2 separate regions of the Sus scrofa genome follow, and region 1 is linked to region 2. A link is a contact called in public HiChIP or PLAC-seq data. All regions are on one chromosome and are shown on one strand. The core of a region is the stretch at or near the end of the contact, and the rest is flanking DNA. Distances in the headings are between cores, read along the strand shown. Region 1 holds the start of STARD5 (stAR-related lipid transfer protein 5). Region 2 holds the start of MESDC1 (mesoderm development candidate 1).

Region 1 (3,264 bases), core at 645-3,144, 290 kb before region 2:
CTTTGTTCATCTGGGCCACATTATGGTAATGGCTACATAATAACCCACTGCATGGATATCCTGTAACTTTAATCTACTAGCAAATAATAGGTTGTTTCCGGTGGCCAGCACATCTTCATGCAGGAGTGGCTGGGTCAAAAACAGGTAAATTAAAATTTCCATCCATGTTATTTTGCTCCCAGAAGGTTGCAAAAATTTACATGCTCACCCAGTGTGTAAAAACAACTGTTTCTCCACTCACCAACACAGAGAATTAACAAACCTCTTCAGACTTGTCCCTCATATAGGAGTAAAATGTTTTAATTTTTTTCACTTGTAATTCTCTGACTATGAGAGAAGTTCTGCATCTTTTCATTCCTTTGTTAGTCATGTTAATTTTTTTGCAAAGTGTCTGTTCGTATCTGATGCATTCTTTTCGTCTGTTGGGCTGTTTGAAAATGCCTTAATGATTTGTAAAAGCATGTTGTACATTAAGAAAACTTACTTTTAGTTAAAATATGCTCCAGTTTCCCCCTCAAATTATGGTCAGACTTTTATTCATTTATTTATTCATTATTAGTATTTTTTTCGCTACGCCTTTGGCATGTGGAACTTCCTGGGCCAGGGACTGAACCCATGCCACAGCAGTGACCCAAGCCACTACAGTGACAACGCTGGACCCTGCACCACAAAACTCCCTGCTCTAACGTTTTGTGACATTTTGATGTATTTAATTTTTTAAACTTGGTTATTGATCTTTTTCTCTAATGTCTCCTAGGAACGTTCACACACGTTACTTCCCTTGCCCAGCACAATGGCACAGTGAGGCATTCATTATTGTTCCATTTCGCCTCCAAGCACAACAGCTAAGTGATTTGGCCAAACCACACGGAGTTGTGGGTGAAACCAGGTCTAGAACTTGGATTCTCTAATGTCCCATCCAGGCGTCTTAACACCTGTCAGCCCATCAAATCGTCCAAAAAGAGGTTTCAAGTGGTCATTTTCCTTACACTACTTTTTTTTTTCAAACCTTTAAAGGAAACAATAAACACAATACGGAAAATACAGATTTCACCGTTGACCTTTCAAATATTTAGCTGGTTATAGCGCTGAAGAGGAGGAAAGGAGGCTGGGGGATGTGACCCCCACTCACTCCCCAAGATAGAAGCCACCCAGATGCGCAGAGCTCAGCGACCTCTTATCTAAACGCCAGCGCTCTCCCAGATATTAGGGTATCTCACTGTCTCCTGGACATCACTTACAAGTCTTTCAGGCACCTGCAACTGAGTCTCCCCAGAACTAAATTCATCATGTTTCCCCTCAATCCTGTCTCTCGTCCCCATCTCAACTAACCACCGGTGGCTCAAGCCTGGAGGTGGGAGTCAGGATGCTTTCCTGCTCCCGTAGCCTCCACGGTCTAGCACGGAGATCTCTATATCCTATCTCCTAAACACACTACGAGAGGTCCTCTTCTCGCCGCGTCCACCACGCACTCCCTACAGGTCACCACGGTCTCTCCCCTTAAGGCTGATGCTGCCTAGCTGGGCTTCCGGTCTCCACAGCCGCCCTAGAAAGATACTTGTGATGCAAATCTTCCTACCGTCCCGCCAGGCAGAAAGTCTCTGCGCATTCAAGGCAAATTCCTAAAACAAGCCTATCACGTACTCGTTGATCTGGCCCGCCCACTTTGTTCTCAGCAGCCGGCCCTCTGGAGTCCCCGCTCTCCAGCGTCCCTCCCTGAGGCGGGACAGGCTGGAGGCAGACGGGGCAGGACGGTGAGGGGCGTGTCTCGGACCCACCCCGCCAGCTGTGTGTCTCTTGGTGCCCGGCCGGGCGATCTCCGGCCCTGCCAATCCCAGAGCCGGGCAGGAACCGTCACAGGGCCCGGACCAATCCTAGGTCGGGGGCGGGGTTATGGGCGGGGCTCTGGGTTCCGCCTGGGGCCCGGGTTTTCCTGGCTTCAGAGGCAGGTACCTGGCCATCCCCGCACACCCTACCCGCGATTCCGCAGCCTCGCGCAGCTCTCGTCGCAATGGACCCGGCTCTGGCCGCGCAGATAACCGAGGCGGTAGCGGAGAAGATGCTCCAGTACCGGCAAGACAAGTCAGGCTGGAAGATTTGCCGGGAAGGCGTGAGTGAGAAGCTGGGCAGGAAGGGATCCGGGCACCTCTGCTCCTTGGGGCCGGGGTTTCAGAAGCCCCCAGTCTCCTCCTCTCCCGGTAGTTTTTTGCATACAACCCCCCCTCCCCGCCCCCCTGAGCTAGATTGAGAAGGAGATTCCACTGCGGGTTGTTCCCTTAAAAAATATATCGGGCCTTTTGTGTACACAATGACGCCGGGAAGTAAGTTTCTGCCCCTCTCATTGAAAGACTTGGCCAAGGTCACCTGGCTGGTAAATGCTCGAAGTGGAACCCGAGGCACCAGGCTCCCAAGCTCTTACTCGGTTCCTCAGACCCTGCGGCCCTCTCTTGATTCCGGGAGGGTGGCGTGGGGATAGTGCTACTCACCGAATACTTAGGATTTTGAACAAGCAGACCTAAATTGCTCGAGGAAACTAGATGCTGGTGGCTTTTAAGGTGGTTTGAAACCACCCCCTCCCCAGTGCTCTTCAAGCTTTAAGACCCCCCCTTTACCCATCTCGTGCTCCTATGAGGCAGCTTTGTCCAGGACTGGTCCCCAGGGTGCCACGTATCACTTGGGTCTCCTTGGAGATTCGCATCTCCTGAGGCTCTAGACTTTGCTTCCATGAAACAGGACTGGGCCAGGTGATCTCCCAGAGCCCTTCTAGCTCTAAAATTCTGCGATTCTGTGCCTTTTGACAGAATGGAGTTTCAGTTTCCTGGAGGCCATCTGTGGAGTTTCCAGGGAACCTGTAAGTGCATGCCTTGTTCAAAGCTTGTCAGAGGTGCCACCCCTTTCCTGCAGTTTCTGTGGGTTTGTTTCCCAAGACACCCCAGTCCACCCTAGCACCTGGAATCAACTTATCGGTTATCTTCCAGAAAAGCTTCCATGTTGTACTAAATTGCTTTTCCTCAAGCTGTATTTCTTATGAAAGCTTATTGTCTGTCCTTTTCTGCAGGCCTGAGGGAGGAGGACAGGTAAACCTCAGCCCCTTCTCTTGCAAGACTGTCTAAAAAAGTGATGATGAGATGGCTTCTAGTCTTTCTGTGTTATCCCAGGATAAGTTTGACTAATGCCTTGGGGACACATTCTTCTTTGTGCTCCAGGTACCGAGGAGAAGGCATTGTGAATGGGACTCTAGAGCAGGTGTGGGACTGCATAAAG
Region 2 (3,257 bases), core at 199-2,698:
GGAGGAAGGGGATGGAGGGGGGGATGCTAATTCACAGAATTGGAATTCACTGGCGGTAAAGTCCTGGGCGAAGACCTCTCCCTTAAAGCCTGAGATAGCAGGGTGCAGCCTTCAGACACGGCGCAGGCCGAGTTCCTCAGCCTCTCCCTGTGGTCCGACATCTTGGCGCCCCCGTCGGGGTGCTGCGCCAGATCCCTGAGGCACTGGGTCAGGAGCACGCAGGCCGACACCACGCTCATGGCGCCGCCCAGGATGGCGGTCTGCACCGCCTTGCCCTCGGCGCTCACAGCCGCCGCGCGACCCAGGAACTGCGGCTCGGTGGCGAAGCCCACCAGGGCGCTGACCGCCTGCACCAGCGGCCCGCTGAAGAGCGCGCAGCGGCTCCGCGCCAGCTCGCTGGGCGCCGCCTTGACCTCTCGCACGCAGGCCAGCAGCGCCGACGCGCTCGTGCTCATGCACTTGACGCCCAGCTTGAACTGCTCGCGTGAAAAGCGGTCCCGGGACTTGTCGCTGGCCAGGGCGCACGCGTCCGTCAGGAACTTGAGGTTGCGCGACAGGCCCTGCGACACCTCCAGCAGCAGCTGCGGGGTCATGTCGGCCAGCGGGGTGGCGCGCAGCACCGCGCAGCCCTGCTCCACCTCGTGGCGGCAGCGAGTCACGCGGTAGCGGTCCACGAGGCCCGGCTGCGCAGGCTGCGCGCCCGGCGTGGCCACCGCCGCCAGATAGGCCGCGTGGGCGGAGCACTCGGTCAAAGACACCACCAGGTCGCCCAGCTCCACCAGGCTGTCCCCCGCCTCCCCGAAGCGGCCCATGTTGAGCTGGCTCTGCACGTCGTGGGTGAGGATGGAGAGCCCCTTGGTGCGCGCGATGATGGTGTCTCGGCACTGCTCGAAGGACTCGGCGCCGGCGCAAGAGGAGGCAGGGCCCTCGAAGAGCACGGGCCGGGCCTCGCTCGACAGCAGCAGTAGGTCGGCCACCAGCTGCATCTTGCCCTTGCAGTGGTCACAGACGGACACCAGCCTCTTCCGCGGCTGCGAGGAGGCCCCGCCGACGACGACGCTCGCTGGAGCCGGAGAAGCCGCCTCGCCAGTGGGCTTCCCAGCGCTGCCGCTAGCCATCACGCCCGGGGGGCACTGGCATGCCGCTGGGGAGCCCGCTACCACCGCCGCTGCCAATGCCGCCGCCCCCGCGGCCGTCGCGACTCAGCTGGCCAAGGCCGAGGTGCCTTCCCCGCACCATCATGCCATCCACCGCCGCGGGCAGAGGGCACTGGGCTGCGGCGGCCGGAGCCCGGGCGGCGCGGGGCTGGCCCGGGAGCCAGGGAACGCAGGAGGCTCTTCGGGGCGCGGGGAGGGGCTGCAGCGTTCGGCCTCTTAGAGGGCTTGCAGGAACCATGAACCGGCGCAGAGCAAACTCACAGACCGCGCTCCTCCTCGCCGGGCTGCCAGGAAAGTCCCTTCTGCTGGGCTGCCGTCGCCGCCGCCGCCTTCCTGGGCATGGCCCGGCCGGATCGCCGGAGCAGGGAGGGCGGGAGAGGGAAGCTGGGAGTTGTCCTTCCTTCCTTCCTTTCTTTGAAATCAAAATCCTTTCCTCGGGGAGGAGCGCGGGTGGCGGCTCAGGCGGGCTCTGCTGTCAGGCACCTCGGACTCGGCGGCGCACGTGGGCTTCAGGCGTCCAAACCCTGCCAGGCGGCACTTCCCCGCGACGGTGGCCGGGGCAGACGCTTTGGGATGCAAGACTGCCCCGGGGGCATCTCCTGCCTCCCGCTCTCGGAAAGCGGCGCCGGCGGCGGCGGCAGGGCCGAGGGTGTGGCCGGTGCTGGCGCGGCCGAGTCAGAGTCGGGCGGGAGCCTGCACTGATTGCGCACAGCGGCCGGCCCGCTCGCGCTCTCGCCCGCCCGCCACGCCCGGGAGTGCCGGGCGCCGCGGCGGCCCCTTCCCGCCTCGCCGGTTCACAGAGCGCGGCCCGGCGCCCAGGCGGCACGCCCTCCCGGACCGCGCGCTCCGCGGCCCGCCGCTGGCTGTCGGCGTGAGTCCATCCCGGTTGCCTCGTCTTCCCCTCGGGCCCGCAGCGGCTGAGCTCTCCCGAGACCCCGGGCCCTGCGCATCGGACGCCGCCGCGCGCGTCTCCCTGGCGGCCCAGCCAACTCAGAAGGACCCCGCGGCGCTGCGGCAAGCCGCCCGGAGCCCGGCTCCTGCCATTTTTGTCAACCTCCAACTTCCGAGCGAGCCGGGAGAAACTGAAAGGAAGGGCGGGGGCCGAAAGGCAGAGGAGAAAACACCCGCTTCCTCTCCGCGCGCGGCTTCACCTCGGAGCGCGGCCGTGGGTACGCCGCCGCCCGCTCGCTCGCCCGCCCGCCGGGGCTGCTGGAGGCTTTTCCTCTTCCCGTCCGCGCCTCGCCCCCGGGCTCGCCGCCGCCGCCTCGGCCGTAACCTCCCTGGAGCCTATAGAAATCTTTTGTGTGGCGTCACCGCCTTTCGTTTAAATCCCGCTTCCTCCTCTCGCCCTTCCTCCCGCCCCCTCCGCCGCTCCCGGATGCTTGCGCGATGCGCTGCTCCTCCCCCGGGAAGCTGGGTGGCTGAAGGAGGACGCCCCCGCCCTGCGCGGACGCTGCCGGCGCCGGGCCGGTGGTCCCGGGCCTCGGCGGTGGTCCTGGGCGGAGAGGCTGGGACGGCGGACGGGAGAGAGGCCCGCCCGGGCCCGGGGCTCGGCACACACCCTTGGGAGACCCGGGCGCAGCCGCCAGTTGGCCTTACGTAAGCTCTCAGCCCAACCAGGGGGCTTCATGCTTCCTCCCCGTCCAGGGAGTGAGTCTCAAAGGTGGCTTGTTTTCTGGACCGAAGGGAGGGGGGCACTTGATACCATCCCCTAGTGATTTGCTGCGGTCCAGTCATCGCGTTTTGCGGGGACATCGATCGGTTTGCCAAGCTCTCCCCGCCCTTTGTTGTGTTTGATCCCCTTCCAGGGTGGGATTCCGAGGGAACTGTGCAGGGTAAGAAAAGAGCACCGGAGATGGAGTCCGCAGAGCAGGGCTAGACGCTTGCGGCTTCCTCCCTTTAATTAAATATCCCTTACGTAGTTCGAGCGCGGGTTTTGAACCGGACTTCCTGGGGTCAGTCATCCCGCAACCATTTATGAGTTGTGTGACCTGATGCAAGTTAGCTCTCCGAGTATCTTTCTTCTCCTTTCGAAATCAGATACTGTGCACGGACTGTCTGAGTACTTGGCTTATTATAAGTGTAGCCGTTAGAATTGTG

The links. HiChIP or PLAC-seq counts read pairs in DNA pulled down with a chosen protein or histone mark.
Region 1: a contact with region 2 is called in an H3K27ac HiChIP or PLAC-seq map of alveolar macrophages. The contact joins the promoter of STARD5 here to the promoter of MESDC1 in region 2. A contact is called at or near these places in 1 of 5 promoter capture datasets (fetal liver), 1 of 47 Hi-C or Micro-C datasets (alveolar macrophages) and 1 of 2 datasets of contacts at active chromatin or transcription factors (alveolar macrophages).

Annotation. Positions count from the first base shown.
Region 1 is chr7:50,117,282-50,120,545 of Sscrofa11.1, reverse strand. STARD5 (stAR-related lipid transfer protein 5) reads left to right here and starts at 1,894. Exons shown (of 6, transcript XM_003128449.4): 1 at 1,894-2,110; 2 at 2,802-2,851; 3 at 3,207-3,264. The coding sequence starts at 2,012.
Region 2 is chr7:49,831,831-49,835,087 of Sscrofa11.1, reverse strand. It overlaps MESDC1 (mesoderm development candidate 1), which reads right to left and starts at 1,448. Exons shown (of 1, transcript NM_001258293.1): 1 at 1-1,448. The coding sequence starts at 1,118. The coding sequence ends at 27. LOC102161353 reads left to right here and starts at 1,139. Exons shown (of 3, transcript XM_021100044.1): 1 at 1,139-1,363; 2 at 1,600-2,756. The coding sequence starts at 1,139.